Linked DNA regions of Nothobranchius furzeri: region 2 is linked to region 1. A link is a contact called in public Micro-C data. All regions are on one chromosome and are shown on one strand. The core of a region is the stretch at or near the end of the contact, and the rest is flanking DNA. Distances in the headings are between cores, read along the strand shown. Region 1 holds the start of fbxo11a (F-box protein 11a). Region 2 overlaps ppp1r21 (protein phosphatase 1, regulatory subunit 21).

What was found. A called contact is a pair of places that touch in the nucleus more often than the background predicts.
Region 2: a contact with region 1 is called in a Micro-C map of tail fin, with 5 times the contacts expected there. The contact joins the enhancer-like site here to the promoter of fbxo11a in region 1. A contact is called at or near these places in 2 of 2 Hi-C or Micro-C datasets (skeletal muscle and tail fin).

What each region holds. Positions count from the first base shown.
Region 1 is chr12:16,498,547-16,501,952 of NfurGRZ-RIMD1, reverse strand. fbxo11a (F-box protein 11a) reads left to right here and starts at 1,860. Exons shown (of 22, transcript XM_015944478.3): 1 at 1,860-2,480. The coding sequence starts at 2,387.
Region 2 is chr12:16,555,744-16,559,124 of NfurGRZ-RIMD1, reverse strand. ppp1r21 (protein phosphatase 1, regulatory subunit 21) reads right to left here. Exons shown (of 22, transcript XM_054750164.2): 20 at 1,867-1,965; 21 at 1,651-1,779; 22 at 575-1,179. The coding sequence ends at 1,150. Among protein-coding and RNA genes, the nearest start is that of ston1, 6.3 kb to the left of the region's middle. Within about 2 kb of position 1,409, at least 1 of the 3 cell types and tissues checked has an H3K27ac peak or open chromatin away from gene starts, as enhancers often do. A contact at or near this core is called in tail fin, where this site is marked.

The sequences.
Region 1 (3,406 bases), core at 611-3,110:
TTATTTATTTCCAAAAGTATTTTTTAGCTTTAAAGATTAGAGCATAATACCATACCATACCATACCACCTTTATTTATATAGCACTTTTAAAACACAGCCATACGGCTGACCAAAGTGCTGAACAGTCGCACAATAACAGAGATAGAAAACATAAAACAGTACTATGAATTACAACCAACAATAAAAACGACAAGCCGATAAAAATGTACCAATAAAACCTTACAATAGATGATAAAATAAGAGTAGCAAAAACCAAACAAACAGCTAACTATTAAAAGCAAGGGTAAAATAGTGTGTCTTTAGTCTAGACTTAAAATCTGCCAAGGAGGATGCCAGTCAAACTGTGACTGGAAGTTCGTTCCACAGTTTAGGACCGGCGACAGAGAAAGCTCTTTGTCCGCGTGATTTGTAACACACTTTCGGGACCTCGAGGAGCAACAGGCTGGAGGACCTGAGTGTGCGACCAGGAGTATAAATTGAAAGAAGATCAGATAAGTACACAGGGGCAAGACCATGGAGGGATTTGAAAACAAAAAGTAGCATTTTATATTGGACCCTGAAAGTGATGGGCAGCCAATGAAGGGATTTGAGAACTGGTGTTATGTGCTGGCGCCTGTCAGTACGCGTGAGGAATCTAGCAGCTGCATTTTGAACGAGTTGAAGTCGGGCAAGGGTTGACTTATTGGCACCCAGCAAAATTGCATTTGAGTAGTCGAGCCTAGATATGATGAAGGCATGAACAACTGATTCCGAATTTTTTCTAGATAAAACGGCTCTTAATTTGTACAGATGGCGGAGTTGGAAAAAACAAGATTTTACAGTGGCATTGACCTGGGCGTCCATCCTTAGAGATAAATCCATCTTCACACCCAGGTTTGTCACAACGGTTTTTCGATTTCGCGAAACAGATGAAAGATCTGGGGTTTGGAATGAGCTAGATCTGACCGGATTAAACAGGATCAGTTCAGTCTTGGAATCATTGAGATGCAGAAAATTTGTGGCCAGCCAACATTTCACATCACGTAGGCAATCTAGAAGAGGCTGGATGGATTGCTGGGGTTTCACCGACACGTAAATCTGACAGCATATAAGTGATATTGAACACAGTGTTTTTTTTAGAATTAAGCTGAGGGAAAGGAGGTGAAGACAAAACAACAAAGGGCCCAGAATAGATCCCTGCGGGACCCCACACGAGAGAGGAGCAGAGCGAGATGAGATGTTGTTCAACACCACCCGTTGGGACCTGTCAGACAAATAAGACCTAAACCAAGCTTTTTGTGTAATCTGGCTCCTAGGAAAGCTTTAGTTGTAGGAACAAGGCCCGCATCAGCTGCTGAGAAACACGTTCACACAGTCACCCATGTCTATTTATTCTAACAAAAAACATGCATGTGGTTTATCTCTAATTTAGAAAAATTATTTAACTGCTTTTGGAAGATGTCAAATTGTATTTTGCTTTTTCTTGAAAATAAACAATCAATCAAACAAAACAAGCACAGTTAAGAGATTTGTGGTTTCATTTAAACAACATTACAGTAACTTTCACTTTTGATTCATGTCTATCCAAAATTATTCTGATCTATGAGACAAATAAAGCATTAGTGTCAATTTTTATGTTAACATTTTTACAGTGTAATTATTACAATTTTAGTTATGCAAGAAAATTGTTTTTACAAGATCTGTTATTTGTGTTACAACTAGTTAAACAACAATATTATCTATCAGCAAATAATTCAATGAATAGCAATGATGTAACTAAAATATTTTCAACGGTATTTGGGATCTAGTAGGATGTAACTTCTAAAATATTCAAACAAGAGAAATAAAAATCATGACAACAAATGACGTTATGGAACATTTAAAAACTCAATGTAAGAATTCTATTAGTGATATTTACAAACATGCACTTTTGCATGCCTGGAAAAGAAGTTTTTCTAAATGAACATTTGAGATTAAAATATATTTATTTAAAGGACAGTGTAACTATGTTTCTTTGGTTGCAGATTGTAAAAATCAACTTGTCTGTCCTGATTAATAAGATCTTGACTAATGGAAATTATTCCAGTGTAATAAAACGATGTGTATGGTTTATTTAGACGTTCCAACCACCGCGAGAGTTCCTCCTCCTCCCGTGTGATGTGACTGAGGCCTGACGGACCGGTCCCTGTCTGTTATGGCTCCTCCTGCTACCGCGGAACGGGGCTAGACCGTCGCAACACCAGTGCAGGGGAACGGGACTAAACACGCATCGATACGTTTCTCTTGAGCCACGGCGAACGATGGCAGATCGGGAAACGTTGAAGAAGAAGACATAGACGGCGTACTTGGCGTCGCCTCTTCTGCTGTGCAAGCTTCGACATTTTCTCAAGATTACCAACACCCCAAATGAACTCCGTCAGAGCAAGTAACGTTAGCAGAAGACCCAGGCGAGTGTCGAGGCCGCGCCCGGTGCAACCGGAGAGGAACCACCAAGAAAGAGGTATTTCAGTTTTAGTTGTAGTTAAATTACAATACAGGTGACACTATGTGTTGAATTTATCATGTGTGTCATGGCCCTGTGGCTTTGAACGTGATAGATTGTAAATTGTTGACAATACAGCGGAGCGACGTTAGACGTTACGGCCAGACAGTGTTTTCAGGGGTAGCCTTCGATTCAGGAAACACCGAGGCTTTTGTGGTTGTCCGTAGCATTTAGGCCGCGCTTTGTTTTGCTTGATTTTATGCTCCGTGTCGGCCTTTGTTTGGCTTCTCTGACTTCATACCGCTGCTGTTTTTTGCGCTTTCGTGAGGTAACATTGCTAATGTGCCGGAAATCAACAATGTTTGGCAACAGTTTGCTAGATTCACGAGCAAGGAACGTTACACCGAGCGCTTTTGACTGTAATGGTAGCACGCTAACGTACGTAGCCTGAGCTAGTTGGTTGTTATTAGCATATTTGGCTATCCGTCCTGTACGTCCCCGCCCCCGCTCCCCCAATAAAAAGTAATAAAATTAAAAAGTCGCTGTCTTCATTGACTTTGTAATGCTAATACATGAAAACGTTCCATGCTTCCTGTAATTTATGCGGAGGAAATAATTTTTAATGATGACTTATGCCGTTAGGTTTTTAGTTCTTTTTTGCAAAAATCATTGCTGAAATAAAAATTGTCAGCGTTTTGTTGTAGCTGCCACAGCTTAAGTGTCAGAATATACATAATTCTCAGGATCACTAATCAGGAATAATGTTGAACGACTTGATAGCAGTTGTGCTTTTAATGTTAAAGCTGCAGTGTGTGAATCAGATTAACTGCGTGATCAAAGATTATAGATTGTTAACGTTATTGAAGTAACACAACAGACAAATTTTATTAGGTTAAAATTAATTAATCAGAAATATATATTTGCGTTGTGTATCATAAATAACT
Region 2 (3,381 bases), core at 160-2,659, 58 kb before region 1:
TTGTTTCTTAATTACAGACCGTTTACAGAGACACGTAATGTCGGGTCGGACAAACCATTAAGCAAGGCTACATGCGTCTTAAATCATGAGCAAGGTCTTTATTCGGTTTCACATATGTGCTTTAAACAGGTTTTTTTTCCAGTTTAGAAATGGTCGAGTCTTGGCAAATAAGAGGTCTGAATGAAGTTTGGGAGAACTGCTGAAGTTTTCTAGCATTCATCTCGTGTTGGTACATGATAAGAGCTGGCTCTGACACACACACACACCTTTCCATCTGCCTCATGGTATAAGTCAATGCAATCAGTAAAGTTAGCAGTTTACTATGGAAAAAAAACTATTTTACATTCATCGTATATATTAAAAAATCTGGGTAAATAAAGATTTGTAACTTCTGAATAAATTTATATTTTTGCACATATAAATTTCAAATACATCATAATTTTAAATGAGTGTCTAATTCACAATGACCACTTTTTTTTATTCAACATCTCGTGAGTTTATGAAGCCGAGTGTGCATCCATGTTTCCTTTGGTGGTTAAAAGAAAAAAATTAAACTGTTACAGAGCAAGTTTTCTGACACAGACTGACAATTTTCACAAGCTTCAACTTGTCCACCTTTAACTCGTGAAAGTATACACAGCTAATCAGTGCTGAAAGGTCGGCGTTCTTTTTTCCCCTTCCCATCAGTAAAGATTCAAGTGTTCCTTTGTTGGATTTTCAGTAAGATTTCAAAGACTTTTTTTTTACAGCAAACCCAGAAATAATCTCTAGTTGGATGACTATTTAACTGCAAAATGGAATCAAAGTCATTAATGTTCACAAACAAGGTGTGAACGGCGTTTCTTTCACACTTTGACAGATGACACATTAACGGGGTTTTGGGCTTCGAGTCTCGTCTCCAGTTTACTTCATCTTCACGTGGAGTTCAGAAACCAGCGTTAGCTAATGATGTTTTAACAGGTGATGCGGCGAGTCAAATCAAATATCCGAGCTTCTGAAGAGTTTGTTTGCCGTGTGATTGCTCGACAGCGGAGGAATCTGAGGCTCCAGAAGTTGTCCTGTAGTGGAGGCAGTGAAGGCATCACGATGCTGCTGAGAGGCTCCGCAGCACTGATGTTTCCCCGGAGAGTCCGGACTTCCGGGGTAGCGTTAACGGCCCTTGTTCTTTTTGGCATTTGCCTGAACAAATATAGAAAAATAAATAAATAAATAAAAATTTAGATAATAGAAAAAGTTTTGTGATAGATTCAGGTACCGTTGGTTAAGACAAGCTCAGATTTGTGTATTTCGTTCAAATTCTAAAGACATGCAGAGGCTAGCCGGTGGACTTCATGAGAAAATAGCCACCAGGAGAGCGTGAGCGTGTTTTGGCCTGTGGCTTCCTGACACACAGCCGTGTGTGCATGCACAAGCAGCAACATGCACGCATACAAGCAAGCTTCCCCTCTACTTCTGCTTAATGACTTTGGCAGATGGCTGCAAGCAGGTGCTTTTTACATAAAATACAGGCAAGAAGCACGGCGCCACCGATGACCTCCTGGTTCACCTCGTAACAGAGGAAAACTTCCCAAAGTCACATGATCTGGTCCTCTTTTCTGACAGAGACGAATAAAAATGTATATTTCTCATCATCATAAATGCTTGGAGTACCTTGCCACCCAGTTTGAGGGTGTCGATTTCCTCCCTCTGCTTGCTCAAAGTCTCATTCATGCTACACAGATGGTCGCTCATCATGCTAAGCTGGTCTTCGTAGCTCCTCTTAGTGGTGGTGAGCTCGTCCTGCATAAGAGACAATTAGATAAACGTCTCCCTGCTTAGAGAAATAACAGAAAATACTCAGCCAAAGGAGCTTCTTTGCATTTTCACCTGCAAGCGTGTGATGTTCTGATTAGCCAGTTTGACCTCTTCGCTTAGCGTCTCCCGTGCTTTTTCCGCGATGGTTAATCTCTTTGCCAAAGCTCGACACTAAAGAGGAGGAAAATGTAAACAACTGCTGTGCCCCGGCAGCTCTGAAGTAAATACAGCTAGATGAAACACTCGGGTAAGCAGACGTTTCTATAAGAGGCCTGAACGTTTGAAACTAAAAAGCAACAACAGATCAAGGACACTGCCATTTCTAGCACACAAGAATGAAAGGAACTGATGCACCAGGGCAAAAAGGAGCCATGGTCTGATCACATCTTTACATCGCAATTTACAAAGAGCGTTAAGTGGTGTACGGGGGGTGGAACTGGGAGTAGGACAGGCTTCGACTGAGAGAAAGTCGTGGAAAGTACCGGTACCACTGGTACGCTGGAAAAAACGGACTGGTGAGCTGAGACGTACAGTTTCAAAAAGCCGGCCCACTTAAAAGCACCGATATTACGAAATGTGATCAAAAGTCGCCCCACTTCTCACAGCATGCAGCTGTAATGAGCGACGAGCGTTCCCGTGAAAGACGGGAACTTTGCTACTCAGACAGGTTTGCTCTTTTCTGCAGAACACCTGTAGCGCTGCGCCCGTTAAGTTGTGCTGAGAAGGCCGCTCATACCGCGGCTCCAGGAGACTGAAACCCGACGTCTGCAACCACACACCGTTTTCCAGGGTGATGAAAACACAGCCATCTTGGCTGTGACCTTTTAGCTGTCCATCGGCAACTTCTACTCCTTTTTTAGTTTATCTGTCAGTGTCCGCCGACTTCGCGTTTCCGCCTGAGCTCCAGGGTGTTGGTTTTTAAGGTGTCGGAGTAAGACCAGGTGGAGACGCGTGATTCGCTGTGGTGACTCATGAAGGGAAAAGCCAAATGAGAAGGATGAAGTTTGTTCTTAAGGTGGCGCAACGTATTCGTAGAGCTTATTGTCAGTTTAAAAAACGTTCAAACTGCAGACATTTTCTTTCTCCTGAGGTGACATGTTAGCTCGGCATTAGCCCGCTAGCTAGCAGATACGTGTTATAGTGTCTGAATTCCCCACCTGCAGTACATTGTGTGACGGTACGTTGTTGCTGTCATCCATGTAGAAATAAATATTAATGTAGTAGAACTAGCTAAAATAAATAAAAGCATTATTATATTTGAAAATCTCTATTTCAGGATGAATTTAAAAGGACAGGTTTGCCGTTTTATAAGATTAAATCAGATGTTTTACGTCAGATTCAGGATTGTTTAAATGTCACGTGATCGAACTCGATTTTTAATCACATGATTGGATCGGAGTTGCCAAAAAAAAAAAAAAACCTGTACACACTCCTGTCAGCTCCCAGAAAAATAATCTACCCACAAACGGGTTTGTATAGATTTCTGAAACTTGACTTTGAAACAAAAGGAAGCATCCGAGTTCTCACACACGGCTTCTGAAAAATATCACCGTGCAAAAAAACAAGCTGAAGCAACAGCGAGCGTAC